Linked DNA regions of Mus musculus: all the other regions are linked to region 6. A link is a contact called in public HiCAR-type, HiChIP or PLAC-seq and promoter capture Hi-C data. All regions are on one chromosome and are shown on one strand. Each heading gives the region's core, a stretch centred on a gene start, on an enhancer-like site or on the middle of the called end of the contact. The rest is flanking DNA. Distances are from core to core; before and after follow the strand shown.

Region 1 (4,228 bases), core at 1,415-3,914, 1.7 Mb after region 6:
CCAAAGTTCATACGACCAAAGTTATAAACTCTTTTACCAAGTTGACTTTTAATTCAAGACTCAGTGCTGTGGTAAAAAGGCCTGTATGTTGCCAGCACATCTGGAGATGGTTATTGGTCGCGGAAGAGCAGAAAATCACTCAGGAGGAGTTCAAAACTCGGGAGTATTTTTGTCACACATGCCCCACACACACACACACACACACAAGGAGCATGCAGTGAGAAACACCCGCTTTTCACGTGGCATGTTTCATGCCCATGCTACGCGCCCCTCTGAATTTGCAATGGCTATATACTTCATGTTAAGAATGTTCACCTGGGACCAGGGAAATGGCTTAGTTAGTGAAGTGCTTGCTGGGTAAACATAAGGACCATTGTGTTTGCTGACCCTGAATTCAGGGTCCATATTCCCAATTAAAAAGCAAGGCACCGTGGAGACAGGAGGATCTGTGGGGCTTGCTGGATAGCTAGACCATTGGTCAGCTTCAGGGTGAGTAAGACATACTGTCTCAATAAATAAACAGTAATGGAGGAAGACACATGAGGTGACCGTAGGCCTCTCTGTGCGGTTGCATCTGCACATACACTGCACACAAACAGGTATGCACACGTCTCCCCCCCCCCTCTCTCTCTCACACACACACACACACACACACACACACACATATATTCATGCACGCACACACGCACGCACGCACACACAGTTTTCACGTCAAAACCTTTAAGACTAGCTGTTACTTTATGTGCTGATTCTTACATTTTATTTATTCTTTTACAGTTTTATCCATTATATATTTGATCATAATCGCCCTCATTAACTTGCCTTATCCCTCTCCCGCCAAATCCCCCTTTCTTCCCAAAGCAAGATGCCCATCCTACTTTTATGTCTCTTATTTTGAGGAAATATAAGTGTTACAACGTTTTTAATGGTATGCTTAAGACTGAATTCTGCCTGTGTAAAGTGTCAGCTTAGCTCATTATCCCAGAGATGTCCCCTTAAAACGAGAATTGCCCACAATGCAATCATTGCTTGAGTAGAGCTGCAAATGAGTCGGGGGCAAGTTGTTCCCAGAGGAGCTCTTGGCTATCTGCATGGCGTGGAGTCTGACCCACATTTTTCTGTGTAGTTCCCTTGGCTTTGGGGTATGTCCCTGTCATCCATTGGAGTCTGTGACTTTTCGCATCCATGATGAGTATTTTCTCCGGCCAACCTCACACATCAGTTGGCGGAGCGATGTATATATTGTCCTGTAGGATAAAGAGGTAAAGTTTTGAATGCGAAAGCTGAAAGGAGGGTGGTTTTCAGACCTCAGGTCTGAGGATTTGCTCTGTCTTTCTGACATCCTTCATGTCTCATATTGAGACCGGAACTCTAAGCTTTTAAAAACTCAATTGCCATCTAGACAAATGAGCAGGGGGAGCCTGGGCAGGCTGCTTGCGATTCGGCTTTGTGCTGAGAACCTGGGAAGTCGTGGGAATCTAAGTCACTGAGCATTCTTACTTTGTGTGCCAATTATTAGCTCAACTTAGATATCAACTTCAAGGTACATTTGCATCAATGCTTGAAGTTACAGTACCAAAATAAGCTGGGAAGGTGTGAAGTGACTTTATTGTACTTTTCAAGTAGGCTAAGAAGCTAATGAGGAGGCTGGGTCTTTGACCCCCTGAGGTGATGCTTGGTAGTCAGGCTGAGAATTCATTCATAAAGTGTAACAGCTGGGTCAGTAGTTTCAGGAGAGCTTTTGTGGTAAATATTTAGAACTGTTTGCATGTGCTGGGTTATGTTGTGTGGTGTTAATACGTTCGTTTTCATTTGCTCTTGAACATTGGAATCCATCTTGTCTCTGTCCCGTGCTTAGCATAAGAGTCGGTGTCCTTAAAGTTAGGGTCTAGTTGAAGGTATGCGTGTGGTGTCTGTGTATGCATGGGTCTGCGTCTGTGTGTGTGTGTGTGTATGTGTGTTGAATTGTTTGAGAGTGTGTTTCTTAGTGTGTGTTGTGAGTTGTCTGAGTGTGTAGGGTGCGTGTTTCTCTGTGTATTTCTTTGTTTCTGTGTGTATATGGGGTGCATGTGTTTGTATCTCTGTTTGTGTGTGTTGAATTGTTTGAGTGTGCGCGTGTGTGTGTTTCTCTGTGTTTCTTTGTTTCCGTCGGGGGTTGCGGGAGGATGGAAGGCAGGAAGGTCTTCGTGCAGCTGAAGATCACTGAGAGTTCTGAAGAGTTGTGATCCGGTGTTTTAACCCGTGCCTTGCGCCCCTGGGAAGTCACAGTGAGACATCATTAGCTGTGTCCTATTAAAACCCTGAAATGAGGCCTGTGCCTGTTGCATTGATTGAAATATCTTCTCTGTTCCTAACTCTGTTTATCCCGTGTCCTCATGTGGCGTGCTTAAGCAAGGGATGCCCGAATGTGTGCCGTGTGGGGCAGCTCACCATCAGGGCTGATCTCTCCTCCAGCAGCTAATTGTATCGAGAGCTGTGGCTGGGAGTATTTGCAAGTTCATTTGCTTTTTGAAAACCCACTTATTTAATTAAGCAAGGGAGTACAATATGCTAGCTTATTCCCAGTTCTCTAAATCAGTATCGTGTCCCAGTGTTGACTGAACTTATCCTGGGCTGACATGTGCTGAATTGAACACCATACCACAGAGCCAAAGAAATTCTGATGTAGTGACTCATAAATTTTAAAGTGAGTATTCTCAGGGAGGTTCCTGCAATGCATAGACTTGAGAAAGCTTCTACTTAGTGTTTGTGTGTAACGTTTTACAGTGACTCCTGGACACTGTCTTCATATAGTTTGCCATGTGCTCTCCTTCTCTATTACTGCAACCACATAAGAAATCAGGCTTATTGTTGAGTTGTAATAATTCAGAGAAAAGTCAGATGAAGTTCCTGTTGCTGTTTGTGGTATTTCATCCACTGACCAGTCACTTGAGTTAGACTGAGATTTGTCCTTGGGACAGTGAGGGGTGTGAGGTTGCAGTGGTAAAGTGTGCAGAGACCTTGCCTTGAAATGACTTTAAAAATTAAAAAGAGAATACTGCAGGTTGTCATGATGTTTGATACAGGGACTTTTAAAACTAAATGGACCCTTGTTGATAACAGTGAGCTCACATCAGCTGTGTTGTGTTGATAAATATTCAGTATTCTGGGTGGCATTAAACAGAGAAAACCCAATGCAATAGCAGAACCTCAGCATATCAGGTTATGAAGCAGGAACTTTGCCCTTCTGTCCACTGGGAAAGAGAGGCCATAATGGGTGCTGTGAGGCAAGGCCTACAGCCTCCACAGAGCCCTCGCTGCCAGCCCTCCAGCAAGATGAATAGAAGCAGTGTAGCTTGAAGGTGCCTCCCTGGGAGGAGATGCAGGACAGCTTTGCCTGTGCATGCAGGCCTCTCAGATCTGACTTTGGTACTTACCGAAGAGGGAGCTGGTGCCCTGCTGACTAACTGTCCTCTGGGGAGTGTCACCAAGGCTGACTGCTTAGAGCGCTACCGAACTTCCTTTATTAGTATGCTTTAAGATAGCTCTACATACAGAGACCACAAGGATCTGCAGGGCAGGAGCGTTTCTGTGTCATTTACATATAAAAGTTCCAAGAGGGTATAGCAGTAATATAAAAATTATATCTTTTTATTGCTCTTCTGTTGCACCAAGGTCTAGTCAGCGCCGAGCTTCTGATGACGTGTGAGCACGAGGGCGCTGCCATTGTTATATTTCCCTCTTGATGCTTCCTCTGTCAGCCTGTTGAATAACAGAAGTGGTTTTGATGCCTCTGCAGCGTGCGCGAACGGGGCTCGCTAACACCCCCTCTTGTCGCTTTCTTCAGCAAGGAGGTGGAGTTTTAAGGGAGGATGGGGAAGAAATTTGTAGGTCATGCAGAGAATTACAGAAATTTATGAGTAACATTCCAGTTTTTATGAAGGAAGATTTGCATAAAATTATTTAACTACAATTGAAAGCTGCATTTACATTGTATCTGTTTAACTCTGTTTGGTCTGCAGTAGAAAATGTCTACCTAGCGATTTGCCAAATTATCTTCTCTGTAAAGGTGTGGGATAAGTGTTTCCTCTCAAGGAGCCTTAACGTGGATGGAGTGTGCCTCACTGGCTGGTATTGGCAAAGCACCTGCTCAAAGGTTCATGATACAGGGCTTGCTTGTGAACTCGGGGTCACGGGCTCTGTCACAGGCACCCGAATCTTATATGTCATCTCGTCCCAGAAGAGTTTT
Region 2 (4,228 bases), core at 1,283-3,782, 1.9 Mb after region 6:
GACACAGTTCAGAAGCTTCGGTTTCTGTCACAGAAGGTAACTGAGCAGCAGGGTCACTCACTCAGGTCAAGGCCACCGTCAGCCTAATGTCTACAGTACAGACAAACCCTTGAACAGCAATTATATCTGAAAATTGTAGGGCTGCCTTCCAGCACTTTCTGAGCATGAGGGACCCTAGAAGTAGGGAAGGGGATAAAGAGTGAGGGCGTTATAAAGATCATACCGGACTTGAATAGGAGGGCTCTGTTTCATTCTCCCTGCAGATGGCATCCACCTTTTGGCTCTCCCCTTACTGTTCTACAGTATATGGACTTATTTTTATGGAGTATAAGTCTGATTTGAGGTAGTTGTGTTGAGATGGAAAATCATGAGCCATCTGGGCCTCCTCTGTAGGGCTCAGACCCGCCCAGCAAGAACCATTTGTAATGTGTATCTCCATTTAACAAGACAACAGGTTCCCAGCAGTTCTCAAAGGCTTTTACTAAACCGGGCTTCATTTGTATAACTGCAATCCCAGGATGCTCTGTATCCTTGCTAAGCCAATGGCAGCACCTGTTCTGTGCAGCCAATCAGTCCTTCCTATAGCCAAAGTACCATGGCGGATGTTAACCTGAGTCTGCTACACAAGAATAATGGACCAATTCTCCTCACCCCCCACCCCCATCTCCTCTCCCTCCTGACTTTTCTCTCCCACTTGCTTTTCAAACAGCTGCAGTCTCCATTTCATGATGTCTTAAAAAAAAGATTTTTAAGTGTGTTGGCTGCACGTATGTGTTGTACCATGTGGGCTCTGGGAACTTAACCTGGACCCTTGCAAGAACAGTAAGCCCTATCCTTCTTCCTTCCTGTTCCCTTTATCAATGTCTTGATAGTTCAGCTGGCAGTCTGTCCGAGACAATGAAGGCAGTCTCAAAATGTATCACATAAAAACCTGTGTACATATTTTTACTTTTAAATGTAGGAGTTACTTTCTAAAATGGCATGTGAGCGGATATGCATGTGAGCCACCCAGATGGATTAGGACAGTACACACACTTATGAAAGTTAGCCGTTTCCTTCATGTCACACCAACAGGCAAAAACCAGTACTTCTAACACCAAGAATACCTTTAATGCCGGCACCCAGAAACTGTGAAAAAGCAAAGTCACCCAGCCTCTGGATGCTACACAACAGGAGACCTAAACAAGAGACCCTCCAGCTTTCGGAACCCCCGCTTCACCCCACACTTGGCCGTGCACTGCGTTTTCTGTCTTCGGTATCTTTAGAAGGGTGACTTAAAACTTAATATCTTTCTGGATTTTCCAAATAGTCTCTGCGCTCTTTACCATCTGGGCCTCCTCTGTAGGGCTCAGCTTTACCTTTATGATATCAGATATGCCACTCTCTCCCAGGATACAAGGCACGCTGAGGAACACCTCCTCTTTGATTCCGTAGAGACCTTGGATTTTGGTGGTAACTGGATGCGTCTTCCTGAGATTCTTCAGGATACTCTCTGCAATATCAGTTACAGACAGGCCAATGGCCCAGGAAGTATAACCTTTCATTTTGATAATATTATAGGCACTGGCAATGACTTCTTTGTGGACATCGCCCCATTTCTCGGGGTCTTTGCTTGTTCCTATAGCTGAATTCAGCTCTCTCAGCGGCACGCCGGCGATGTTCACACCACTCCACACAGGGACACTTGAATCTCCATGCTCTCCAAGGACCCACCCGTGGCAGCTTTCAGAGTGGATCCCAAGCCTCTGCCCGAGCATGTAACGGAAGCGAGCTGTATCTAGGTTACAGCCGCTTCCAATAATACGGTTTTTGGGAAACCCACTCAACTTCCAGGTTACGAAAGTTAAGATATCCACTGGATTGGAGACAACAATAATTTTGCAGCGAGGGCTGTGCTTGATAATTTCCGCAACCATTGCCTTAAAGATGGTTACGTTTCGCTGGACTAAATTCAGGCGTGTCTCATTTTTCTCTTGGCGTGCACCCGCTGTGATAATCACTACCTCAGAGTTGGCAGTGACACGGAAATCCTTGCTGCAAACAATATTTGGCATTTTCATGAAGACACTGCCGTGCTGAAGATCCATCGTCTCACCCTTCATTTTTTCTTCATTATTATCAACAAGGGCGAGCTCGTCAGTCAAGCCTTTCGCTATGATGCCGATGGCACAGGCCATGCCGACTGATCCAGTTCCTACAATGGAGACCTTGTTGTGGAGAACGGGCTCTTCGGAGCTGATGTGCTGGATAAGTTCACCCTTCACGGTCGCCATGGAGGACGTGGGCGTGAGGCTCCACCAGGCCCGGTTGGGAGGGACACGTTGCACCTGACTGGGCCATAGAGCTATGCCAAAGCCCTTGAAATCTACCCTGGTTGTACTCACTCTTCTGCTGGCTCTCAAGATGCTTGTAGCCCAGGCCATGGCTGCGCACTCAGGTGGAGGAAGTGAACAGGGTGAGGAAGACAGTTGAGGCCACAACGGCGGCCGTTGCTAGGCAGTACAGACGCGGCCCTCCCTCCCACTGCGGCTGCGCAGTTCCCTAACTGTGCTGCATGGGCTTAGCGCACAGACTGGGTCTTCTTGCTCCTACACCTGCAAGCCTGCACCATGGCTTTATAAAGCGCTTCCATTTCCAGCAAGGACATACTGTAGTTTGTTTTACAAACCCATATTCTTTACTATTGCTATATAAAGCCCAACCCAGAACCCTTGAAGTATTTGTTTGCTGTTCTTAGGGTACATAGCAAGAAGATTGGTTCTGGCAACTCCAGATAAAAATGAGGCTAAAATCTTGAACCACAACAAGGAGGGCTGTGCTGTCTGTCAAGAGGCAGTTTGGCTGGAGAAATGGGCTCTTGGTTCGGTGTATCCAGCAGGAGAACCGTTTGTTAAGGAAGGATTTTTATCTGTATCCTAACCATGGTGCATACCCGTGAAAGGCAGCAGGAAGGAGGGGCAATCTGGTCTACACCGGAAGAGCACGCCCCTTCTTTCTCAGGCCAAAGGAAAGCCTGGGATTGCATGCAAATTAAACAGCAAAATGGCTCAGTGGTTAAGAGCGCCTAGCGCCCTGTAGAGGATCCTGATTGGTTTCTCAGGACCCCACATCACGTGGCTCACAGTTGTCTTTAGCTCCAACTTCAGAGACACTGGATAGCCTCTGTGGGCACATAGTCCACATGGTAACAGAAATTCCACGGTCTCTCACACACATTCACATAAACAAATATATATATACATACACCACACAAATCAAAACAATAATCTTTCCCTAAGCCCTCCAATTTCTTATGGAAAAAGATGGCCCTTAACCCTCTATAAAATGAAGGTATCTTTGAAATGACATTTTAACATTTAGCCGATGGTTACATTAGATTCTTACTGAAATAGTGAAATAAAGTTCCCTGGCAAACCTGGCATGAGTGTATCTTATCTCGTCTGTGGGTTTCAGGACAGTCTTGTGAACTAATTTCAAATTCTGAGATGTAAATGTTGCACTTTTATGAAAACTCTAATAAACTACAAAAGCCCCAGTACACATGATGGCATTTTCTCTCCACTAATCAACTCTGCCCACGTGATGAACACTCAGCTCTCCCAAATGAGGGGCCCCGGGTCAGGGAGCCCTTTTATCGTTTGTAATTTCTCAATTTTAGGATGTTGAGCCCTGGCAGAAAAAAAGTATTTTATAGACTTGAAGAGGAGCTCTTTCCTCCACTGCTGGACTGCAGCCAGGAAAGCAGGTCCCAGCAGAGAAGCTGGGAAATTGTCAGCAGAACCCTTAGCCTTGTAATTTGCTGATGGTATTCCATGGTTTCAAGCCAGAAGGGCTGCCTGGAGGAAACAGCCACCATGACACATGGTTTAACACAGTTAAATTCCCTCCACACTGACAATCAGATTTATGGCAGCAAGCTGTCAAAAGCTGGAATTTAAAAGGAAAAGTACCTGCCCCACCCCCCCATCTTCACTGAATGGTGGGCAGCATTTAGAGGGGCCGTGTAAAATGGCCCACATGGTCCTGCTTCTTTGTTCCACTTCCCACTTGAGAGGTTTAGCCTGACAGCTGTCCCCACCTCCTTTCTGGAATGACTCTTCTGACCAGTCAAGCTGTTTTCCAGGATGAGTGCTCTCGAGTGTGAGATTCAAGGACATAAAGACTCTTTGCTGGACTGCGGCTTCTGTCCACAGTCATTTTCTTTCTAGAGACTGAGCCTCTTCAGAAA
Region 3 (3,772 bases), core at 461-2,960, 1.7 Mb after region 6:
GAAGCCCTCAAGCTCTGAAGCATTCCTTCACATTCCTTAAGTCAGTTCACACCATCAGCTGAGTCTGCCCTTCAAAGCCAGGCATACGGAGACATCTCCCTTTGATGCCAGTCCACTGCAGGTTGTAACATACCACAGATCCATTCCCTCTTACTACATAAGGCAACTCTGCAGGAGGAGCAATCAGTCACCTTGCTTGCAGTGTTCCTTAGAGGCAAGATGTGGGGACCATACAAGGATGTAGCTTTCCTCAAATTGAAATCCATTAACACACATGGGCGTCAAAGGGGGAGATGGAAAGTCACCATTAGCAGCCACCCTTATGGTGAACCTCACAGGCAGGACTTTCTAATAGATGCTGACATTAGCAGGTGAAAGTTGCAGGAGACATGGGACTTGGATCAACCTCAAGTGAAATGAGTACCCCAAAAGTGAACACCAGCCAGATGATGTAATCAACATGAACACCAGAAATGGAATGTGGGGGTGGGTGTTCCAGCCCCATGATAGGATGAGCAGAGACGGGTATGCTAGTTCCCACGCATGTCCTCTTTTTCAGCAATAAAATGTGTTGCCCAGATCAGATTGGGGAACATTGTACAAAGTAACTCATTAGTACTCTTCCAGAGTGTCAAGATTACAGGGCATCAGGAAAGACTGGGGGTCTTAAGAAGGCTGCAGGACACAAAGGGGACAAAGGCTAAAAGCAACATGGGACCAGCCTACAAACAGGACATGTACTGAGAAACCACGCGTATGCTGCAGTTATGTAACAAGCCTCTGTGCAAGGAGGCACAGGACCAGGGGTTTTGTAGCCTCTCTCGAGTGCTTCATAAGCAAAGTAGAAACGGTGGCTGCTCCCTGCCACGCCACTCTAGATTGGTACACCCTGTACACAGAAATGTTTACACGCTGTTAACAAGTGACTAGTGTAAGTGCTGGGGTGCCTTCTTATTCACCACCGGGCTGGCCAGCGTATTTTTCCATTCTGCTTATCTCATTATAGACACAGATGAAGGTAAACCATGGGGCTTAACAAAGGAGGCACCCTCTTGGTTTGAATTATGGTTAACAGTGAATTATGGAGGTTAGAGTTCCCCCTTCGGTTAACTCCTTTATGTTGTGTGGCCATGTCCTCCTTTGAAATGATTACCAAACTCTGAAAGGGTTGATTTAAAATCAGCATATGTAAACCCGCACAGAATTTAAGGTATTTACCTAATTAATTTCATCCAAAGATTCTGGTTTTCCGACTGTGGATGCAGTGAGTTCTCCTGTGTTACGTCTCACACGCATGTTTTTCTGGCTCATCTGCCCTAACGGTAGTTATGCCTGCGTGCTCACGGCATGTGATGCCTTAGTAATTACAGTTACGTAAGAGTTACGGGACTGGCTAAGAGAGAGAGAGCATGAATGGAAGTGGGGGAGTCGGGGTAACTTGCACTTACTTTTCTTCAGCCTTAAACAGCTGTCTGTTTTGGTAACAGGGTGAACATGGTGCGAGCGCTCCTTTCTTGCTTGGCAGGTACATCACGCTTCGCCTTGCACCAGTCAGCCCACAGCAGTGCTTGACCATGCCAGTGCTTTGTGCAGGGTGGGACGGGTCTCTTGTATCCTGTTCATCCTTGCTCGGTGCATTAGATGGGAGAGCTGTGCCTCAGACTGCCTGCACAGTGAGGCCATGCTGCCCTGTGTTGACATAGAAGTGCTGTTTGTTTTCTCTGTGTGAGCGTGTGAGTCCAGCCTGCTGCGAAGAAGCAAGCGATCGTTATGATGTAAGCACTTGCTGTCTTGGGCCAGCTCGTTCCCCAGTGACACTTTAAGAGTCAGGGTTTGGCTGCAGAGTGCTTTAAATTTCTAAATGGAGATTGGGGCCATGGGGTGTTTCGTTTCATAGGAAACATGTAACCCACAGTGGCTTCAAGGCAGTTTTCGTAGCTCTATAGCCATGTCAGTGTCCAGTGTTTGCCCTTGAAGTTGTTTTAGACCAGAATGTTAAACGTTTATACTGTGCAGTTAATTCTTTGGTATTAATATTAGGTGACTACAGATGCCCAAGATGGAGCCCGCTGGAGTGTGCTGTGCTTTGCAAGGCCTCTGTGCTAGTTATGAGCACATGCAGGGGCTCTTCATTGCTCAGTGTCCCCTGAGTGTGACAGGTGAACACTCAGAAATATATACCAAGTTTTATATTATCTCTCAAACTGGGGTGCCTAACCACCAACACCCTCCCAGCCATGCCTTCCCAGCTGTCGCCTGCCAACCGAGGCGGAGTCTTCTGCACGCCTTTTGCTGTCCTGTGCAGCTCTCATGACCATGTGACTCCCAGGCAGAGGGATGTAAGGAAGCTGTGTGTATTTGAGGTGTCTTTCTTATATTCATTGTAACCAAGGGAGAAGGTAGAGCATAAAGTAGCAATGCCCTCACACTGTGCTGTGCAGGCTGCTGCAAGGGTTTGGGCCTTGAGGGTGGTGTTAAATCCAATACTTTTTAATTCCTCCATGTCTTTAGCCTTAGAAATGTGTCTGAACCTCTGGGCCCAGAAGTGAGTTAATATTGCCAGGTACCTTGGATGATTCTTAATTTCAGAAGTATGCCTCAAGCCTCCGCATGATTCATGTCTCTTTTAAAGATAAAATAAGTGTCTTTTCCCTTATTTTGTATTCTTAGATTATGAGTTATTATATATTCTTCATGCTAAGGGAAGCATTCAAGGAATGAAAATATATGATTATCATCTCAAGAAACTTACATTGTATGTGAAAAATTGAGTAAATATTAAACAACTGGGAATTAAATAGATGCTATCGCTGTACCAGCAACAAAAATCAGGACTTGCAGCAATACTCCCTCTCTTATGTGCTAATGTACCTTATGCTTTGTGCTCCTTGGTGGAGCCTTCTGAGTTTAGGCTGAACTCTGCTTATTCGCAATTGATGTTGCTGTATTGATTAGATATGAATGAATGAACGAACGAACGGGCGGGTGCCAGACTTTTTCATTTCTGTCCAGTAGGTATGAGTTCAGAGTCGAGAGGCTCAGCTCTGCTGGCCAGTCTAGGTTTGTGGCTGTGGTGAAGGATGTGTGGGCTGCAGCTGTTGGTTGATAGCTCCGTGAGCTTGATAGCCCAATCAGCAGCAGGTTTGCTTTTTTAGTTTGGTTTTGTTTTGTTCTAAAAGCAGGTGTTTTGGTAAATATCTTTATTTTATCTTCATTTTACAGGGAAGAATGGAACACTTTTTTAGCTCTCTTCTCTGTACCTTCTGTAAGCGCTTGGTTCTTGTGGTTACAATATTAATGCAGAGCACATACCCTCCCTTTCCCTGTGTTCTACAGGTAGCCAGATGCCTCCGCAACCACCTGGAAGCCAGTCAGAATCCAGTTCCCATCCTGCCTTGAGCCAGTCACCAATGCCACAGGAAAGAGGTGAGTCTCAGGACACACACATCCCTCCCACTATAAAAAGGTTACATGAGGTTACTCACCCACCTGGCTCTCTATAGTTTTTAAAGCCAGTGTGTCCTACCAAAGAAATACAAGCTTACATGTAACAGCAGTTACGAAGAGGATCCTTCCTTGTGACTGGGTGACATTCCTGTGGTACTTACCAGCAAATTTTGAGCACATAACAAAATCTTGTATAAAGTCGTTAGGTCTTCAGACTGGAGTCACCCTGAGAGACCACATAGTTTGATCCCTGAGGGAGGCCACGGAGTTCATGTTGATTCCTCACTCCTGGCTCCATGATGTCCAGGTCAGAAAAGGAGCATGC
Region 4 (3,932 bases), core at 1,306-3,805, 1.8 Mb after region 6:
GCCAGTCACTCTAACTGGGCCTCATGCTAACCCTTTGAACATTTCTTGGAACAGACTCATCCTGAGCCTCACAAATGGTTGAGAGATGTGTACTCAAGACCAAGACTCTCAGATTCTGCAGTAAAAAGACCCTCCACGGTAGTATCTGAGCATCTCAGGAGCAAAAAACACTAGAGTTTTAAGGCATCTTGATTTTGCAGGGGGTTATAAGTGATTCAATCTGGCAGCAGACCCAAGACCTAGTGGTAGGCGCATGCAGCCTGCTCACAGCGTGAGGGAATCGAGTTATATTGCCTGCCTTCCTCAGAACCTGCTCTGCTGGTCCTGTAGCTTGGGGAAAGGTACCTGAAGTCAGAGCCCAGGTGCCTTCGAGTGGGCGAGCCGCTCTCTTCCCAGGGTGTTGAGAGCTGGAGAGATAATGTGTGTGAAAGTGCCCGAGGCAGACGGCAGATGTTATTACTTGTAATTTACTAACCAAGAAACTGAGGCATTGAGGCCTTGCATGAACCCAGACTGGACTCCTACCTGGGAAAGAAGACGGTTGCAAATGAAAACACCCAAGGCTCCTTTGGCTCCTTTGAGCTCTCAAAGTGCCGTTCGGGGTAAGGAAGGTTTGCTGGTGCTGTGCTGCGTAGAGCACCTGGGAAGAAAAGACTCCTGGGATGAGATCCATCTTCCTGCAGTACCTTAGGAACTGGCCTGAATCCATGCGCAATAAAGAGGATGAAACAGGAAGCCAACCCCAGTGACAGTCACCCCGACACCCACACACTGCCTGGCAGACCTGCCTTGCAACCTTTTGCCTGCCTTCATCACCAACTCTTTATGTCCTGGGCCAAGGGACAAGGCCTGGGGGTTCTGGGTCAAGGCCATTGTTACCTGGCGGTACCGAGTTAGATCAAGGTTTAAGGTCTCTTGGGCCCTAAGGGAGTGTCTAGGAATACCTGGAATAATATTTCTCAATTCGAGACTGTCAACATTTGGAGTGACCAATTCTCTTTTTGGGGGGCTAGGGGAGTGGGTTCTGTTCTACCCGCCAGCAGCCATGGCATTTCCCCAGTCGTGACAACTAAAATGTCTCCAGCCAGGCATCACTGAATGTTGTCTGGGGGAGGCAGTCACCCTCCCACCCCTCCACGGCTCTCTGCCAGCGTGAGGAAAAAGAGGTGTGGAGTTCTCTGTGTGTCAATACAGAGTTCTTTTACATCTTTTCAGATTTAAATTCATACCAGATAAAGACACCCAGGAGCTGCAGAGGGACCAGGCAGGGATAGGAATTGGATTTTCCTAAAAAAAAAAAAAAAAAAGCCCTACTTTAGGGACAAGCCCTCAGATGACTCAGGGTGACAGGCTCACAGGGACAGTCCCTGGCCTGCCAGCCAGCCTACTCCCTTTCCTTTCAGAGTGGACAGCTCTTTTTTTTTTTTTTTAATTTCATTAGTGTGTGTGTGTGTGGTTGTGTGGTTGTGTTTCTGCATATGTACCCATATGCCATGTCTCAAGTGAGCAGGTCAGAGTCTGTTCCAGGGGTTCCACATGGATTCCAGGGATGGAACGAGGACCAGGCTTGGCGGCAAGCACCTTTGCCATATAAGCTACCCCAACAGCTCTTTTTGGGACTCTCAAGTGTCCCTTCAGTGCCCTTTGTTGGAAAAGCAAATTACAGTGTCGAGAGCAGACACCCACACGTGCAAGTGACAGGAGAATGTGGGGCACGCATAGCAAAATGTCAGTACTATTACTGATGGAGTAAAGATGGGGTTTCAGGTGGCTGTTAGTTTGGCTTGACATCCCTCCCCACCCCCATTTATTTTGGCTGGAACATGAAGTTGTTTGTACCAAGGTGATAGTCATTCACAGAGATCCCAAGGGAAGCACCACTCTGGTGGCAAAGGCCTTCGCCCTACAGATTTGTTACTGACTATGGAAGAGGCTTCTCCATACTGCGGGAGCATGAGATGAGAGGGAACCCAAACTCAGCAGGGTGACGGAGTGTCGCCAGAGAGGCTTGTCCTGGGAGGACACGGCCCACCCTTCTCTCCAGGTCATGGATTCCGGCAGTACCTACACCCACGCTTGGAGTGGCCTGTGCGGAAGATCTGGGGTGTGGTCAAGAACTGCTCAGCAGTGTGACCACCGGGCGCATAGGACGATCAGAGTTGAATGTGTCTTGGGCGACTCTAGAATGCTCTACTGGACTTAATTTTCAGGGTTCACGGAAAGAGCAGAGCACAGCCAGAGGCCCTGGCCTCCGGGCTGGGACAGCATCCCTTGTCTTAACGCGGTGGTGTCCTGGCCCGAAGCCCCACGTAGTATATCCACAGCAGCAGCAGCCAGCCCGCAGCTCGTCCGCCCTCTGCTGGCAGAAAGCCTGAATGACACTTGGCGTTTGCAGCTATATCAGGAAGTCCGCGCTGTGCCCTTGAAAACACAGGGAGAAACCTGGGCACAATGATAAAGGGGGACACAACTGACAGGGAAGGCGTAGCTTACTCGGAATGTCCTCGTGGGGCGTCCGAAAAGCGCGACAGGATGACTGCCTGTCCCAAGGCCCCAGTGGGTCTGTGAGTGACCTGCTCAACAAGCCCAGCTGGTGTGCCAAGCACCCTGCATTGGTGTACAGGAGCAGGGATGCTCATTTGGGGCAGCTTCGCTGAAGTGCTACAAACTGAGAGGCTTAGAGATCGTATTATTTTCAGAAATGAATTATTTCTTGTTTCTAGTGGATGCAAATCCAAAGTCAAGGTGTTCATAGAGCACTCTGAAGGCTCCAGGGAGGTTCACTAGAAGACCCTTCACCGCAGTTGTCCTATGTCGGTCTCCATGCGGCATTGTCCCTGGGCAGATCTATGCTTCTCTGTTTGTTAGTACAGTAGTTGTTGCAAATAATCAAATATAACTTCACCCGAATTTGATTATATCTAAAATGCCCCTGTTTCTAAAATAGGTTATAAGAAGGAGGGGTGGGACTTTACAACGACTTTCAAAGTCTCACCTCAAACATAGCAGATATGCCCAGCGTGCATCCGGGTATGGGGACTGTGAGCTGACCAACACTGAGGGTCTCCGTGACCAGGAAGCCTGAGTGGCCCATGGGCAGGCAATGCTTGAGGTGGGGACCCAGTAAGGAGAATACTTCCCTGTGGTAGGGGTTGGAACAGGAACTGCTTAACGATTTTATTTAGATCTCTAGGCAAGTGTAGGCAAAGATATTGCTTAAATTCACAAAATTAATAAAGATGGTCTTTTTTTTTTCTAGCTTTCTAGTTCCGTTTCTGTTGCTGTGAAAAAATATCACCACCCAAAGCGGCATAGTTCAGGAAGGGTTTATTTGGCTTTCGGTGACGGGTTAGAGACTACCATCGAGAGAGGTTAAGGGCAGCTGGTCAGATCCCATCCCTAGTCTAGAGCAGAGATACACGATGGACCCTTGCCTCTTTGTGCTCTTTCTTCTTAAACAGCCCAAGAGGCCCAGACCATGTGTCTGTCAGGTCTCAGGCCATGCGTACGTCCAGATGCTGCTAGCTCCCAGGCCCTCCCCACTTTTGCCTTGCATTCCAGCTTCCTGGACTACCAGGATGGTCCTCACCAGCCAAGAAGTAGCTGCAGAAGAGACTACACCATCCCTCATCAACAAAAGGCTGGGATGCAAGGTCTCAGGCTGTGCAAATATCCAGAAATGAGCTCAAACTGGATATATGGATTGCCTGAGACCCAACAGAGCTGTTCACAATGGGCTGGGTCTTTCTTCGTCAATAAGGAATCTAGACCTTCCTCCACAGACATGCCCACAGCTATGGCTTTGGCTATTGTTTTGCGAATACATTTTCAAGGCTGTTATTAAGAGAGAGCCATTTCTCATGTGGTGACACATCTCTGCTAATCTCAGCAACTGAGATGCTGAAGTAGGGAGATCTGTTTGAACTGTGACC
Region 5 (3,951 bases), core at 1,400-3,899, 1.8 Mb after region 6:
GTTATTCTCAGAGGAACAAGAATAGCAGGATTGCAACAGTGCTGTTCCCCCGGAGCTCTGTGCTACCCTACACAGTGAGAGTGGCTCCTGGTGCCATCCTCCTCCATGGCTTGAGACCATGGAGCAGCAAGTCCCACAGGGAGCAGCAAGGCATTCACTCCTCCATCAGGGTACCCTACAGAGGAAGGCAGCAGCAGAGATGCAGGCACACAAGCAGCAGCGATTTCTGAGATTCCATTAGCAACCTCTATACATCCCTAGCATCCCAGCATTCCTTTCACTGGGCCAAACAGTAGTGTTGTACAAGGTGAACAGCACCCACCAGAAGAAATCCTCCTGTGTAGTAATGACATTGTCACTGGCCTCAGCGAGCGAGTAACTACTTAAACAGGATGGGTGTGTGTGTGTGTGTGTGTGTGTGTGTGTGTGTGTGTGTGTGTGTGTGTGTGTGTGTGTAAGGGTGGCAGCTGTTTCTTCCTGAAAGCACCAGTGGATGTGGGGTGGGAAGCAGCGGGGACTTGCCCTCTGATGGAGCAGTTGGCTTCCATGGGTTTTGATGGTCTCTTCACGTGTGGGATTGAAGTTTGTTTTTAGCAAGTTGGATTTAAAAACTAGAATCAATACAGCGAGTGCACCGTTAACAAGTACAAGTCGTAGGTAGACCAGTCAGCCCAGCCATCCGCCAGGCCTGACCTGAGATAGGACCATTTCTGTGTGTTCCGTCTATAGCAGTCCTTCTGGGTGCTTATCTGCACACGGGGCATCTCTTTCGAGCGCACGTATGCATTCCAAAGGCAACAAAGCCTACCACCTGGAGCTCTAGTTCCCCTCTCTAGAAGTCACTCTGTAGAGAGCAGTCTTTCTCTGGACTTCCCTGTGGGATAGCGGAATGCCCCACTGGCAGACTTAGCCAGATTCTAATCCCAAAAGTGAACTGCGCCATCGCTTTCCTATCTGGACACTGAGCGCCAGCTCTGACATCCCTTTACGAACAAAGGAAGTCAGTTGTATTACCTTAGAACACCCGAAACCTGCCTGCTTCAGGGTCTGGAGTGCCTGTTACAGCTGCAGCTCCTGTCTGAATGCTGCATTAGTAACAACTCCTCAGGTGACTTTCACAGGCGTGCCTTGCTTGCTCTCATCCTGGCTGGAGGAGGGACTTCCCCCACCCCCCCCACCCCCCCCCCCCGTCCCGGAGTAGGCCAGGCTCCAGGGCCAGCTCAGAGTCTGCTCAGAGACTGCCACCTGTGCACATGACAGAGTTGTGTCCTCATGTTCACGGGCACTCCCACAGAAGGCTGTGGTGAGAGGAAGGGTCTTCTTGTCAGAGTGTGAGGAAGAATGTTTCCCTGAAGATCTTCATGCAGCTGCTGTATGTGCTGTGTTCACTACTCAGTATGTGTGGTTACATATCTGCCACATACCAAATCTGCATGTAGGTGATGCTTGCCATGCTGGATCAAGAGGATCACAGTGAGTTGAGGCTAGCCTGGACAACATAGTTTGCTCTAAGATAGCCTAGGCTGCAGAGAGAGCCAGCTTGTTTCAAAAAATAGTAATGACCAATTCATGAACAATGTAGGCCTTTCTTGTGTTTCAAAAGACAAAATATCTCTACAATATGGGATGTTACCAAGAAGGGAACAGAACATTGTGTTTCCCTGCCTTCTGGGAATGGTTGCAACTTTGTAACGAACAGAGAGAGACACTGAGAGGAAGCTTCACTCAAGTCCTGTGTCCCCTGTGTCCTCGGGAATACCTCTAGTCTAGCTACCTTAGGACCTTGACCCCTGGTGCTTTAAGAAGTCATTTTAGCTCTTAAATTCCAATGGTGGAACAAGAGGCTGTGCTTAGTGTGTTTACATATTATCTCGCTCATTACAGCCCTTGCTGTCCCTGGTCATGCCTGTCCGAACTTCACACCCTGGATCTCTGGGAATTGTAGAAATAGCAGTTCCTTGATATAAAGCACCCTGACCATGATGTGGTCTCTCTCCTGAAGAAGGAGAAAGAAAACATCGTGTCCCTGAGAGGCCGCTGCCCTGGAGGCTCTGTACAGTGGTTCTTTTGAAATTTTGGTTAAGTCAAAGCTAAGCGTTTCAAGAAAAAGAAAAGCCACCGTAGGAAAGACAGTGCGTTGTGCTTCATGTCAGGCCATTCCCATCTCCCACGATAGGGCCGTGCACGTGAAGCTACATAGCTAGGATGCCCAGGTTAACGTACATAATAGAGAATGAAGAAACTTGGGAACTTTCAAATGTCACATATGCTTATGTTCATCTGAGTCTAATATGGAGTCAGTGTTAATTACTGCTGATTATTGTAATACAATTGGCTTAGCTCTTTCTGCTTAAAATTACTTTTGTGTACATTAATGTGTGAAATGCATAAAACATATTACTGTTCCTACTGCCAAAATAATATCCAGACATAGCTTACAAATACTGGCAGACCAGTCCACTGTCACCTCTGGAGGAGCAGGATTTGATAGAAGCCACGTGCTATGACTGTCCCTCTCTCCAAACTGTGCAGCCTGTCATTGCTCTGAGCAACTGCAGAAGAGCAAGAATGCACAGCCGTTCATGCCCAGGCCCTTCTTGCCCTGTGCTGCTTTCTTTCTTCCTCTTCTCCCATCTGGGCTAATTCCTTCCTCGTTGGGGCCTGCAGGGGAGCCGCATGTCAGCCACTGCTCAGAGCAAGGCTGTCTCCACTGTAACATCGCTCAGCTGCCTTTTTTTTTTTTTTTTTTGAGGTTTCACACATTCACAGAAATAACACATTTTTAGCTGATCCCAATAGATTTTTCTCTGCAGCTGCATCACTTGAAAAAGCTTTTTGTTCCAGTTCTTAAAGTCTAAGTATTGAAAGTAATTTGGAAAAAAAAAAAAGAAAAACATCTCAATTATGTTCTGTGTGTGTCGCGATGCCTTTAAGGACTGACTGAGCTGCAAACGGGCTCTGCAAACCCAGCTAGTGTGCCTGTGGCAACTCAGGCTTTCAGAGCACGGAACTGAGTGTGCCGATGCAAACTCCAGGGCACATGGCAGGCAGGGTAGGCTTTTTTGGCAGGACCTATGGTCTCAACCTGCAGTGATGCTAACGATATTAACAAATTAGCACCATGGAGCTTGCCAGCTAACTCACCAGAGCCTGCTCATTCTCTCCCTGCTGTAATTAAAACTAATTATTTTCTAAAACATAGTAATACATGAATATATGCAGTTATCGTTTCTGTAGTGGGCGATCTGCAGGGCCTGTTTCAGGCTGGTTTTCGTTTCCTTCTTTCGGGTACACTGTGCTCCCTGAATCCTGCCTGGCTGAGCCCACACTTGCCGTGGCAGCATCTGGAGCAGGTCCTGTTTATGATGCCTCAGGGTTCTGTCATCTTGACAGGGAATGAGTGCAGATAGCTGCCTCAGTTTCCTCTTGTCCTTTACAGTTGTATTTAGCATGTCCTCCAGCTCAGGGGTGTGCAGATGGCTCTCTAGTGGGTTCTCCAGAAATTCAGCTCTGTTCCCTCAATAACTACACTGATTGCCCTCTGTGGTCTGATTCTAACCTTACAAAGAAACCAAACCTTCTCCCAAGTATGTCTGTTGGTATCAACAATGAGTACATATGCGTCAATTGATGTCTAAAACGTTAACAGGGTCTAGATAAAGCTAGCTGCATTGCTCAGCCAAAGATAGGAAGTATAGGTTGCATCAGGAGCTGCTATGGGCATTTCACTCCTACGGAGGGTTGGTGACTGCAGGCTCTGTGCCAGCTGAAGGGACAGCAACCCACTGTAAAGTCATAGGAACTTCCCCTAAGTCCTCTGTGTGGCTCTCGTCCTTTACTGTAGACTAGACCATAAGAAGTAGCTAAGATTTTTCAAACAGCGATTACTTGAACTGAGGAAATAGAAGGCCAGGCCATCTCGAGCCCAGGTGAGCACTGAGCGGCTTGCCA
Region 6 (4,238 bases), core at 62-2,561:
TGCTTGCCTAGCATGTGTGAAGCCCTGGGTTACACAGTCAGCAATCAGTAACTGAGCATGGTGGCATATGCTTTTCATTTCGGTTCTTGGGAGAAGGCAGGAGGGCCAGACACTCAATAACACCTGCCATGTAGTGAGCTTGAGGCCAGCCTTAGACATAGGAGACTGCATTTCAGCAGAGAATGGTGCTTATATTTAGCATGTGCTTATATTTAGCATGACTGGGAGAGGATGCTAGAACCAAAGAATCTAAAAGTAGGCATCCTAAGGTCCTTGTAGGCCTTTCTATCAAATAAGAGATGAGAAAACTTAAGTGGAGTTAACTGTTTTACCCAAATTCTACGGGTCGAATAAAGGCTCCAAAAACAAGAAATAAAAGTAACTTATGCTTTGTGGTCCATGCAATCAAAATTGATTTTGGGGACGGAGTGTGTGTATGACACACTTACCCTTTTAACTTGAGGGGGTTAACATGCTAAGTACTCCAACAGTCAGCTAGCACCTTTATTTGCAACAGATGGATCTTATTCTCAAGAGGAGAGCATTACTATGACATGGGTGGTAAGTAAACCAACAAACACCTGTGAAAACTCATCAAAACATGGGTGTCAAACTGGTGACCTTCACCCTATATAAGTTTAATCGCATAAAAGTAATTTTTAAAGAAGCCGGAGAATGTCAACTTATTAACTGCAAACTCAGGGCTGTTGTTGGGACGGTGGTCCCAGCATTGGCACAAGGTAGCTGTAGGCGCCGTTTGGTTAGTATGACTTTACAGAGCGAATCTCCAGTCCCTAGAGGGATCCCTAGACTTAAGTGAACGTTTATCCTATTTACTCTCTTGGTTTCGTTTTTGAAAGAGTCCATCTGTTTCTAACTGGCGGCAATCCTCCTGCCTCTGCTCCTCGAGTGCTGAGCTTACAGACGCGCTTTACTGAGCCGGGCTAACGAGAGGCAGGTTGGCGCATCATAAAGCGCGCGGGAAACATCTCCCGCCCGCAAAGCGGTCGACCAGTCGTCGCCCTAGCCCGCGAGGACCGGAGGAGCAGCGCTTGACTGACAGCCGCCCGCCCCAACCCGCTCCATCACCCGGCCGCGCCCACCACGGAGACCCGGGCGAACTGACGACTCAGCCACCTGTCAGCCTCAAGTCCAGGAGGAAATTCTGGGAAAGCTGTTTCACCGCTCGCAGTCCGAACAACTTAATGATCTCCCGAATGGTGGGCAACGGGGGAAGGCGGAAAGTGCCGAGCTTCCCCGAGGCAGCCATGAGAGACCCACATACACAGCCACGCGCAGCGGCTGGAAAGGTGCACGGCGCGCAGGGGGTGGGACCTTGGAGAAGACTGCCCGCCTCTGAGGCCACCTGGTTGGATGGAGAAACCTGCCGGAAATGACGAAACTGACAGGAAGTCTGTATGTACTGGGAGCTCAGGACGCGTCAGGCCGAAAGCGGTGCAGGTTGGGAGAGGAGAGGGGGCGGAGGCTAGGAGGCGTGGTCTTTGTAACCTCTGGGAGGCTCCGCAGGCCTTTGACATTCCAAAGGCTTGACTTTTGATTTGTAGCAGGAAAGATGGTGATTGGTTGCTTGCTGTTTGTAGACTGGTTACCGCCCCACCCCCGTAGGCTAGATACTTTTTATTTCTTCGCGTCCATTACTTCTTTCAGAACTTAGTTCCATAGAGAACTATAGGCTTATTTAAGGTAAGCCTGCTGAAAACCGAGTTTAAGACTTAGACTTTAGAGCAAATGGCTGAATGCCAGCCCGTTAACAGCACCCCAGCTTTAACCAATAGCAAGAGACCAACTGACTCAAGTAAAGCAAAAAGCTAACCGTAACCAACTAAACTGTGTCTCTAGATAATTTCTCTTTTCTTGTCATTGAACAATGTCCATTTTCTGGCCGGAGTTGTTTGAAAGAATTCCAAGGGCTGCCTAATTTTAGAATGGTGAATGAAAGCCATTCTGGGTCTTTAAATATGCTGTAATTTTGTCTCTTGAGCTAAGCACTTTAAACTTCGAGAAGTGTTTTTGATACCACTTGTTACTATTTCATATTCCCTTTTAAATCTCTCAGGTGTAGTCTTGCGAAACAGGACACATATTGCTAACTTCCGATTAAAACAGGATCAAGAAAGCCCTGCGAGGCCACGAATTTCGTAAAGCTGGAAGTTCACAGATTCCAGCTGTAGTCTAGTGCATGCGCGGTGGCTGCTGTTTTTAAGCAATGCCAGCAAGGTCAGCATCAGGACCACTCTTTTAGCCTTTGAAGCTTTTTCTAAAAGCTCATTCATGCTGCAAGCATTGTGGTCTCTCCACTGCTCTCAGAGTGAACCATAAAGGGGTTGCTCTTTTAAAAAGCTCAACTAAAAGAAATGTGTGCCAGGTCTCACAACTGAGTGGTTTGGAATTATTCGCTCACTAATTGTTACCATACAGATTCGGGTAGATTTTATTATTACGTAGTGGTGAAAGTGAGACTTGGGGCGGTTCAGCCACTTTCCCACACTTCAGAGTGGAAACGGAAGGCTTACTCATCAGGCAGGGAATCCAATGGAGAAAGGCTATTTGAGGGTTAAAATCCAAGTACCAAGAGAAGACAAATAGGTTCTGTCTTCCTGTGATGTCTGAGAACACAAGAAAGAAATGAAAACTTTTAAAATATTTTTCATAAGTGGGAAGATTTTTACTTTTTTCCGTCTGATTTCACTTGGTTATAAGTGAATTACACATCGTTTATGGTTCTGGTAGTTTAAAAAAAAAAAAAAAAAAAAAGCTAATGTAAAACCAGACCACTCTGGGCCGTGTGGAGAAGTAAAAAGTCCACATATCCACTTTAGTGGTTGCTAGATCAGCAGAAACCATGGGCTGACTGATGTATCTCTTTTAGAAAGTGAGAATGTGGTGGCAATTCCCCAAAGTGTCATAAAAAAACTTTGATTTGATATTTGATTCAGAGATAATATTCTCCATAAAACACTATACCTAGAAGGTGTCTATTCAGGCAATTGGGCTTTGTTTGGATGGTTGGTAGGTTTTGTTTTGTTTGTTTTTTTACCTTTGTGTTCCTTTGGAAATGTTATTATTCCTATACTGCAGGGAAGAAATACCAGCAAGTACAGTCATTCAACCTACCCAGGGTCACCAGCAATGCATCTAGAGAAGATACCCCGAGTTCTTCACGTTTCAAGTTCCAAGTTCAGTAGCCAAGCTTCTCAAATACTGTATCAACTGAAATTATTTTAAGTTAATTAACATGTTCATTTTGTGTTATTTAAATGTATAGAAATATGAAATTAGGTGTAGACTTAGATCTACAGTTTTCATATGACTACTAAAATCACACAATAAAAATATGCAAACCCACCAAACCAACACACATGGCTTTATTATTTTATAATAAAGATGCCATAAAAATCACTACTCTTTCTGTTGTCTGGATTCATTTCTAGTTCAACTCATTCGTGTTGTAGTGTATCACATATAGTAGAATTCTCTGGTTTCAAACAAATCTGCTAAAAATCTATCACAAGGGAGAACATATCGAGTGTGTCTGTTTCTGCTTTTTTATTAGCTTGGGAAACAACTGAAGTCAAATCATTTGGCACTAAGATTGCCAAAACTGCACACACTGTATGTCAATCTCAAGAAAGATGTTCAGGTGACCCAGGATGTAGTCACATGAACTTTTAAAAGCAGTGATATCAACCAAAGTATTCCAGTGATGATAAGCAGCATGTTAGATTTCTAAGAAGTCATACCTGGGTCTAACTAGGACTTCATCGTGCCATCTTTACTGATCTTTGTCTGTTATATTGTGTCCCATTTACAAAGCTATGTCCCGGGCCATTTCATTTAGTTCTCATTTAAATTCTTTATTGAAGTTTCACAAAGGCATCCAGTCACTTTCCCTTGCTGGTAAGTGCTAGAGCTGAGTCAAAAATTCACATCTTTTGATTCTACTGTGTTTTTTTATTAACCTTGTATTAAATAATTATTGAATGAAATAAAAAAATCCATCTTAGGAAAGTCTTCCAAGGTTTTAATAATTCTTGAGATCTAGTTTTTATCATCATAAATATCTGATCTTAAGCCTTTGAATTTCAGAAAATTATGCATAACTCCCTGCAAAAGCCTGTGAAATCAGCAGGGGGTGTTTTAGTCGTATATTATCCCTTAAAAGAGAGCTGTGCAGTTTCATCAGTTTTGAAGCTTTGAAGTATCTGCTTCATCTAGAT
Region 7 (4,111 bases), core at 1,512-4,011, 1.8 Mb after region 6:
ATGGCTGCCATGATCGACATGGTGTGAACAGAAACAGGGCACAGTGCTAAGTACAAAATAGTGTTCTTACATTCATGATTCTAACAGTTAACAGACATAGGAGGGCAGAAAAGCAAAGACCCTGGTGGGTAGGAGAGAGCAAGCAGACAGGAAAGCGTGGAAATAGCAGCGGTTTTGAGTGAATGCATTGGAGGGAGGCAGAGGCCCTGCAGATTGGTGTATCTGTAGCAATGGGATCTACCTGCCTCTGTCTTCCCAATGCAGGGGCATGAGAGTATCAGGGACAACAGAAACCCAAGGCTGAGTCTTAAACCTGGCCAGCCCCAGGGAGTTCACAATCAACATGGCACACACCAGCATCAGGGTGTGTATTCGAATAGGTAGCACACACCAGCATCAGGTAGGAACCTGGCAGATTGCATTTTGGCATTCACCCAAATGCAGGTAGGTCCTGTCAAATTAAGCCATCATATGAGCATTTTTTCATATACAGGAAAGATTGTGAAGATGTTTTGTGGCAGTGGTTATTCTGGGATCCCGTAGAGAGTGGTAGCTGTGTCATACTTAGATGTTGAAATACATAAAATTTTTTGAGACTGGGTCTCACTATGTACCCCCAGCTGACCTGAAACTCCATGTCAACCAGGTTGGCCTCAAACTCACAGAGGCCTCTGTCTCCCCAAGTTCTTGGTTAAAGGCATGCACCACCACACCAGCTGTGAGTTTTATGATCCCCAGGAGTGGAGAGACACATAAAGCCCAAGCTTGGTTTTGATGAGTATTATGGGCTATAAAAAGGGAAGAATCTCAGAATCTTTAGCATTGGGTGTATGCGAATGTGATGTGTAATATTTTAGATGTATTTCAGGTAACAGTTACATAAAGCAAGACGGTCTGTAATTTTTTTTTTCAAGAGAGAGTCTCAAAGCTACTTCTAAGTAAAGATTTTCAGACTGCAGGAGGGTCCAGAAGCCTCCTGGGTGTTAGAAGCAGCTAGCTTTCTATGGTGGTGAGTGATTTGGGGCCTGTCTCCTGCTTGTCTTAGTCAGGGTTTTACTGCTGAGAAGAGACACCATGATCACAGCAAATCTTATAAAAGACAACATTGCATCGGGGCTGGTTTACACTTTGAGAGGTTGAGTCCATTATCATTATCATGGCAGGAAACATCGCAACATGCAGGCAGACATGGGGCTGGAGAAGGAGCTGAGAGTTCTACATCTTGATCCACTGTGTGCCAGACCATCTGTAACGTTTCCATAGGAGACCTCATAGCCTGCCCCCACAGTAGCATGCTTCCTCCAACAAGACCACACTTCCTGATAGTGGCACTCCCTATGGGCCAAGCCTTCAAACCCATGAGTCTGTGAGGACCACACCACACTACCTTTGGACTCTAAAAATATAACAACATGGAAAAAATAATGATTTAATTAATTTCTTTGGGGTGGGCCTCTGACTCTCTGGTGTTCTGTCTCTGTGTCCTGCTGTACAGGAGCCACGGGAGCCTCTCGTTCCCTCAGACCTGCAGTCTCTCCTAGGAATGAATTTGAGAGGCTGTGGGGCTTTCTGCACAATCATGAATTGAAATCTCCAGCACCCACGTAAAAGCTGGTTTGTGGATATTCCCACAGCTCCAGTGCCATGGTAGCCTAGACAGGAGAATTTTTAGTTTGCTAGATAGCCAGCCTAGCCAAGTATGTGAGCCCCACATTCAATAAGAAAGGCCTCATCTCAAAGTTAAGCTGGGGAAGACTCTGACACCGTGTGCACCTGTGCATGCACACACAGCACAAAAATGAATTCGGGCAGGCAGGGGACCGAGTGGAGGCTGTGTTGTAAGGTGGCAGGTAGAGAGATAATGAGTGGAAGATAAATAGCACAGTCTTTGTATATTTCTGCCCACCTGCTGCCTCATAGCGCTGGGACATTTATGTCCACAGAAAACATTTTCTTACAGCTCTAATTAGTTGTAAATAAAGTTGTTCATTCTTCAAGTTGTTCATTGGTCTGTGAATTTAGACCAATATCCATGGAGACCACTGTTGCCAGGGTAGCAGCAGCGGGTGGTCCTGTTGTCACCACCACTGACCTGTGACTTAGTGGTGCAGCAAGTCAGCCTGCTGTGAGATCCCTTAACCCATGGAGCCGGCCTTGCCTGCTGCTTACCACCTGCCTCGGACAGGGCACGTGATCTCGGACTAGGCTGACTCTATCTGAGTCTTTGACCGTGGTACCCAGTGTGTCTGAGGCTCTGTTACTCTCCATGTACATTGCTGTGTGTAAATCTTTTACTAACCCCTGGTACTGTAACACTAGCTGGGCTGTCCCTCCCATTTAGCTCCTACACATCTGTGGTGTGTGACTGTTTCCATGAGATGGATTCCTAGGTTTAGTGAGTCAAAGAATGGGAATAAAGTGCCTCTATCATCTTGTCCTGTATAGCAGAGCTCCAAACTCAGACTTCAGTTAGCAGAACCACTATGTCACATGGCTGTGTCGTCAGGAGGCCTCTGGGGTGGCTGATGTCAGCAGAGTCTTTACTGGGGACCCAGTTGGAGTCTGGGACCTTTCTGTGGGGTTTCTTGGGTGTCCTTGCTACAGAAGGTAAAATCCAGGATCCAAGATAAACCCTGTTGCAAGCTCAAGCAAGTGTTTGCTGGAGTCCATTTTCCTGAGCCGGTTGGTCAACACTGGCCATGTGGCCTATCCCAGCGTCATTATAGGAGGGGACAGCATGGGCTGTGAATACAAGCAGATGTGTTTCTGTGTGTGCCAGGGATGGCTGCCCACAGCAGGTGCGGGCAGCAGTTAAATGCACTGGCAGGAGTGTGGGGTGTGGCTCCTGCTTACTAAGCTGACTCTTACAGCTGCCTCAACACCTGCCAATCAGATCATAACTTGATGTTTTTCTAATTTTCCATAAGGCCGCAGGTCTATCACGCGTTGAGTGACCGTTTAGTCTCCTTTCCCTGCAAACATGATTTTCATGACTTTGATACAGTATCTACTTTCTGTGGATTTTTTTTTTTAAGGAGCTCTGTGGATTAGAGAATTAAACCACTTAACTTTAATTATGCCACTTGACTTCTGTCTGTCTTTGTTTTTCCATCTGCAAAATGGAAAGTAATCTCAAAACTGGTTCTACCACAAGTTGACGTGAGATTAGACACAGGGCAAAGGTGCCAAAGTGTGATAGTCCTGCACTGGCCTCAACCCTTGTATCCGGTCCACAGTGGGACAGCATTGACTCAGAAGGCTTCAGTGACTTTCCTGCCTCACACAAAAGTAGCTATCATAGGATGAAGACAAGCAGCAGCCATGGAACAAGTATCTGGACTTAATAGAGTTTTCTCCAGGCTCTGAGCTAGTGCTCATTTGTGTATGCATTCCTTTTAGTGGTCTGCTTTTGGATAGAAATAAGTCACAGGTCACCCCATCTTCAGCTGTTATTTTAACTATAATCACATATGTATGTGCACATATGTATATGCCTCCAATGGCCAGAAGGGGGCCTCAGAGCCCCTGGAGCTAGACTTACAGGCAGCAGTGAAGCAGAGTGGCTGTAAATGCTGCCCTGCAAGTGCCCTTAGTCACTGAGCCATCTCCTCACACGCTGGGCTGTTGCAAATGCACATTTATGTCAAGGTTTTCTGAGTTTCTTGGTAAAGGTGGAGACTAAATTCATATCTCCTGTCTTGTTTACAAACTCTTCCTAAGCTGGTGTCACCTCGTTCTACAAACAGTAGTTAACACAGACCTTAGCTTTCCATGAGCTTGTGTGTTGCTGCATGAGAGGTGACCACACACCACACCTGTGACAGCAGAGATGTAGGCTCTCTGTGGGCTCAGCAGGCACTGCAGGGTAGTCTGGGCCTCAGGACTCAGCTTCTGAGTTGCAGATTCCCTTCAGGTTCGTTCAGGTGGTTGGCAGAATGCATAGGGCCAAGGTGACCATCACATTGTTGGCTGTTCTCTGTCCACCCTTCATAATGTGCCTCTTTCCATGACAAAGCTAGTAGGAGAGTGTCAGATAGGCTCCATCTTTCGCCTTCTGCCCAGATCTGAAGGGTTGCTTGGATTTTCCCCTTGGGTGAATGAGTGCACAGTC

Evidence for each region. Promoter capture Hi-C pulls out the DNA fragments that hold promoters and counts their contacts. HiCAR-type assays count read pairs that join an accessible place to other places. HiChIP or PLAC-seq counts read pairs in DNA pulled down with a chosen protein or histone mark.
Region 1: a contact with region 6 is called in a FOXA1 HiChIP or PLAC-seq map of pancreatic cancer cells. The contact joins the enhancer-like site here to the promoter of Tfb1m in region 6. A contact is called at or near these places in 4 of 39 promoter capture datasets (the C10 cell line, embryonic stem cells, hippocampal neurons and 1 more) and 3 of 115 datasets of contacts at active chromatin or transcription factors (embryonic stem cells, pancreatic cancer cells and pro-B cells).
Region 2: a promoter capture Hi-C map of embryonic stem cells shows a contact between it and region 6, with 4 times the contacts expected there. The contact joins the promoter of Ldhal6b here to the promoter of Tfb1m in region 6. A contact is called at or near these places in 13 of 39 promoter capture datasets (the 3T3-L1 cell line, 3T3-L1-derived adipocytes, the C10 cell line and 7 more), 16 of 484 Hi-C or Micro-C datasets (the 3T3-L1 cell line, the C10 cell line, Th1 cells and 11 more), 5 of 115 datasets of contacts at active chromatin or transcription factors (acute myeloid leukemia, fibro-adipogenic progenitors, large pre-B cells and 2 more) and 1 of 9 other capture datasets (embryonic stem cells).
Region 3: a promoter capture Hi-C map of liver shows a contact between it and region 6, with 6 times the contacts expected there. The contact joins the enhancer-like site here to the promoter of Tfb1m in region 6. A contact is called at or near these places in 4 of 39 promoter capture datasets (embryonic stem cells, hippocampal neurons, liver and 1 more) and 3 of 115 datasets of contacts at active chromatin or transcription factors (embryonic forebrain, large pre-B cells and pro-B cells).
Region 4: a promoter capture Hi-C map of hippocampal neurons shows a contact between it and region 6, with 10 times the contacts expected there. The contact joins the enhancer-like site here to the promoter of Tfb1m in region 6. A contact is called at or near these places in 13 of 39 promoter capture datasets (the 3T3-L1 cell line, 3T3-L1-derived adipocytes, the C10 cell line and 7 more), 22 of 484 Hi-C or Micro-C datasets (the 3T3-L1 cell line, the Ba/F3 cell line, the C10 cell line and 16 more), 5 of 115 datasets of contacts at active chromatin or transcription factors (astrocytes, cardiomyocytes, fibro-adipogenic progenitors and 2 more) and 3 of 9 other capture datasets (adipose tissue, embryonic stem cells and liver).
Region 5: a promoter capture Hi-C map of hippocampal neurons shows a contact between it and region 6, with 4 times the contacts expected there. The contact joins the enhancer-like site here to the promoter of Tfb1m in region 6. A contact is called at or near these places in 10 of 39 promoter capture datasets (the 3T3-L1 cell line, the C10 cell line, frontonasal cranial neural crest and 5 more), 4 of 484 Hi-C or Micro-C datasets (the C10 cell line, the HPC-7 cell line, cortical neurons and 1 more), 2 of 115 datasets of contacts at active chromatin or transcription factors (astrocytes and large pre-B cells) and 2 of 9 other capture datasets (adipose tissue and macrophages).
Region 7: a contact with region 6 is called in a HiCAR-type map of astrocytes, with 6 times the contacts expected there. The contact joins the enhancer-like site here to the promoter of Tfb1m in region 6. A contact is called at or near these places in 6 of 39 promoter capture datasets (3T3-L1-derived adipocytes, the C10 cell line, hippocampal neurons and 2 more), 1 of 484 Hi-C or Micro-C datasets (myocytes), 3 of 115 datasets of contacts at active chromatin or transcription factors (astrocytes, large pre-B cells and pro-B cells) and 2 of 9 other capture datasets (adipose tissue and macrophages).

What each region holds. Positions count from the first base shown.
Region 1 is chr17:5,235,322-5,239,549 of GRCm38.p6, forward strand. All of the region lies in intron 4 of Arid1b (AT rich interactive domain 1B (SWI-like)), which reads left to right. Among named protein-coding and RNA genes, the nearest start is that of Gm34854, 13 kb to the left of the region's middle. Within about 2 kb of position 2,665, at least 155 of the 459 cell types and tissues checked have an H3K27ac peak or open chromatin away from gene starts, as enhancers often do. A contact at or near this core is called in pancreatic cancer cells, pre-B cells and pro-B cells, where this site is marked.
Region 2 is chr17:5,416,235-5,420,462 of GRCm38.p6, forward strand. Ldhal6b (lactate dehydrogenase A-like 6B) reads right to left here and starts at 2,533. Exons shown (of 1, transcript NM_175349.2): 1 at 1,089-2,533. The coding sequence starts at 2,423. The coding sequence ends at 1,275. The region is part of intron 3 of Tmem242 (transmembrane protein 242); the gene reads right to left. It overlaps Gm29050 (a long non-coding RNA gene), which reads left to right. Exons shown (of 3, transcript XR_003952361.1): 3 at 1-3,418.
Region 3 is chr17:5,260,696-5,264,467 of GRCm38.p6, forward strand. Arid1b (AT rich interactive domain 1B (SWI-like)) reads left to right here. Exons shown (of 20, transcript NM_001085355.1): 6 at 3,337-3,426. Among named protein-coding and RNA genes, the nearest start is that of Gm34854, 38 kb to the left of the region's middle. Within about 2 kb of position 1,711, at least 66 of the 459 cell types and tissues checked have an H3K27ac peak or open chromatin away from gene starts, as enhancers often do. A contact at or near this core is called in hippocampal neurons and liver, where this site is marked.
Region 4 is chr17:5,395,271-5,399,202 of GRCm38.p6, forward strand. No RefSeq gene overlaps it. Among named protein-coding and RNA genes, the nearest start is that of Gm29050, 14 kb to the right of the region's middle. Within about 2 kb of position 2,556, at least 39 of the 459 cell types and tissues checked have an H3K27ac peak or open chromatin away from gene starts, as enhancers often do. A contact at or near this core is called in the Ba/F3 cell line, cerebral cortex, hippocampal neurons and 1 more, where this site is marked.
Region 5 is chr17:5,307,507-5,311,457 of GRCm38.p6, forward strand. The region is part of intron 9 of Arid1b (AT rich interactive domain 1B (SWI-like)); the gene reads left to right. Among named protein-coding and RNA genes, the nearest start is that of Gm34854, 85 kb to the left of the region's middle. Within about 2 kb of position 2,650, at least 72 of the 459 cell types and tissues checked have an H3K27ac peak or open chromatin away from gene starts, as enhancers often do. A contact at or near this core is called in the HPC-7 cell line, adipose tissue, cortical neurons and 2 more, where this site is marked.
Region 6 is chr17:3,556,444-3,560,681 of GRCm38.p6, forward strand. It overlaps Tfb1m (transcription factor B1, mitochondrial), which reads right to left and starts at 1,312. Exons shown (of 7, transcript NM_146074.3): 1 at 1,138-1,312. The coding sequence starts at 1,270. 1700102H20Rik (RIKEN cDNA 1700102H20 gene) reads left to right here and starts at 1,381. Exons shown (of 2, transcript NR_045303.1): 1 at 1,381-1,461; 2 at 3,100-3,420.
Region 7 is chr17:5,328,075-5,332,185 of GRCm38.p6, forward strand. All of the region lies in intron 15 of Arid1b (AT rich interactive domain 1B (SWI-like)), which reads left to right. Among named protein-coding and RNA genes, the nearest start is that of Gm29050, 81 kb to the right of the region's middle. Within about 2 kb of position 2,762, at least 24 of the 459 cell types and tissues checked have an H3K27ac peak or open chromatin away from gene starts, as enhancers often do.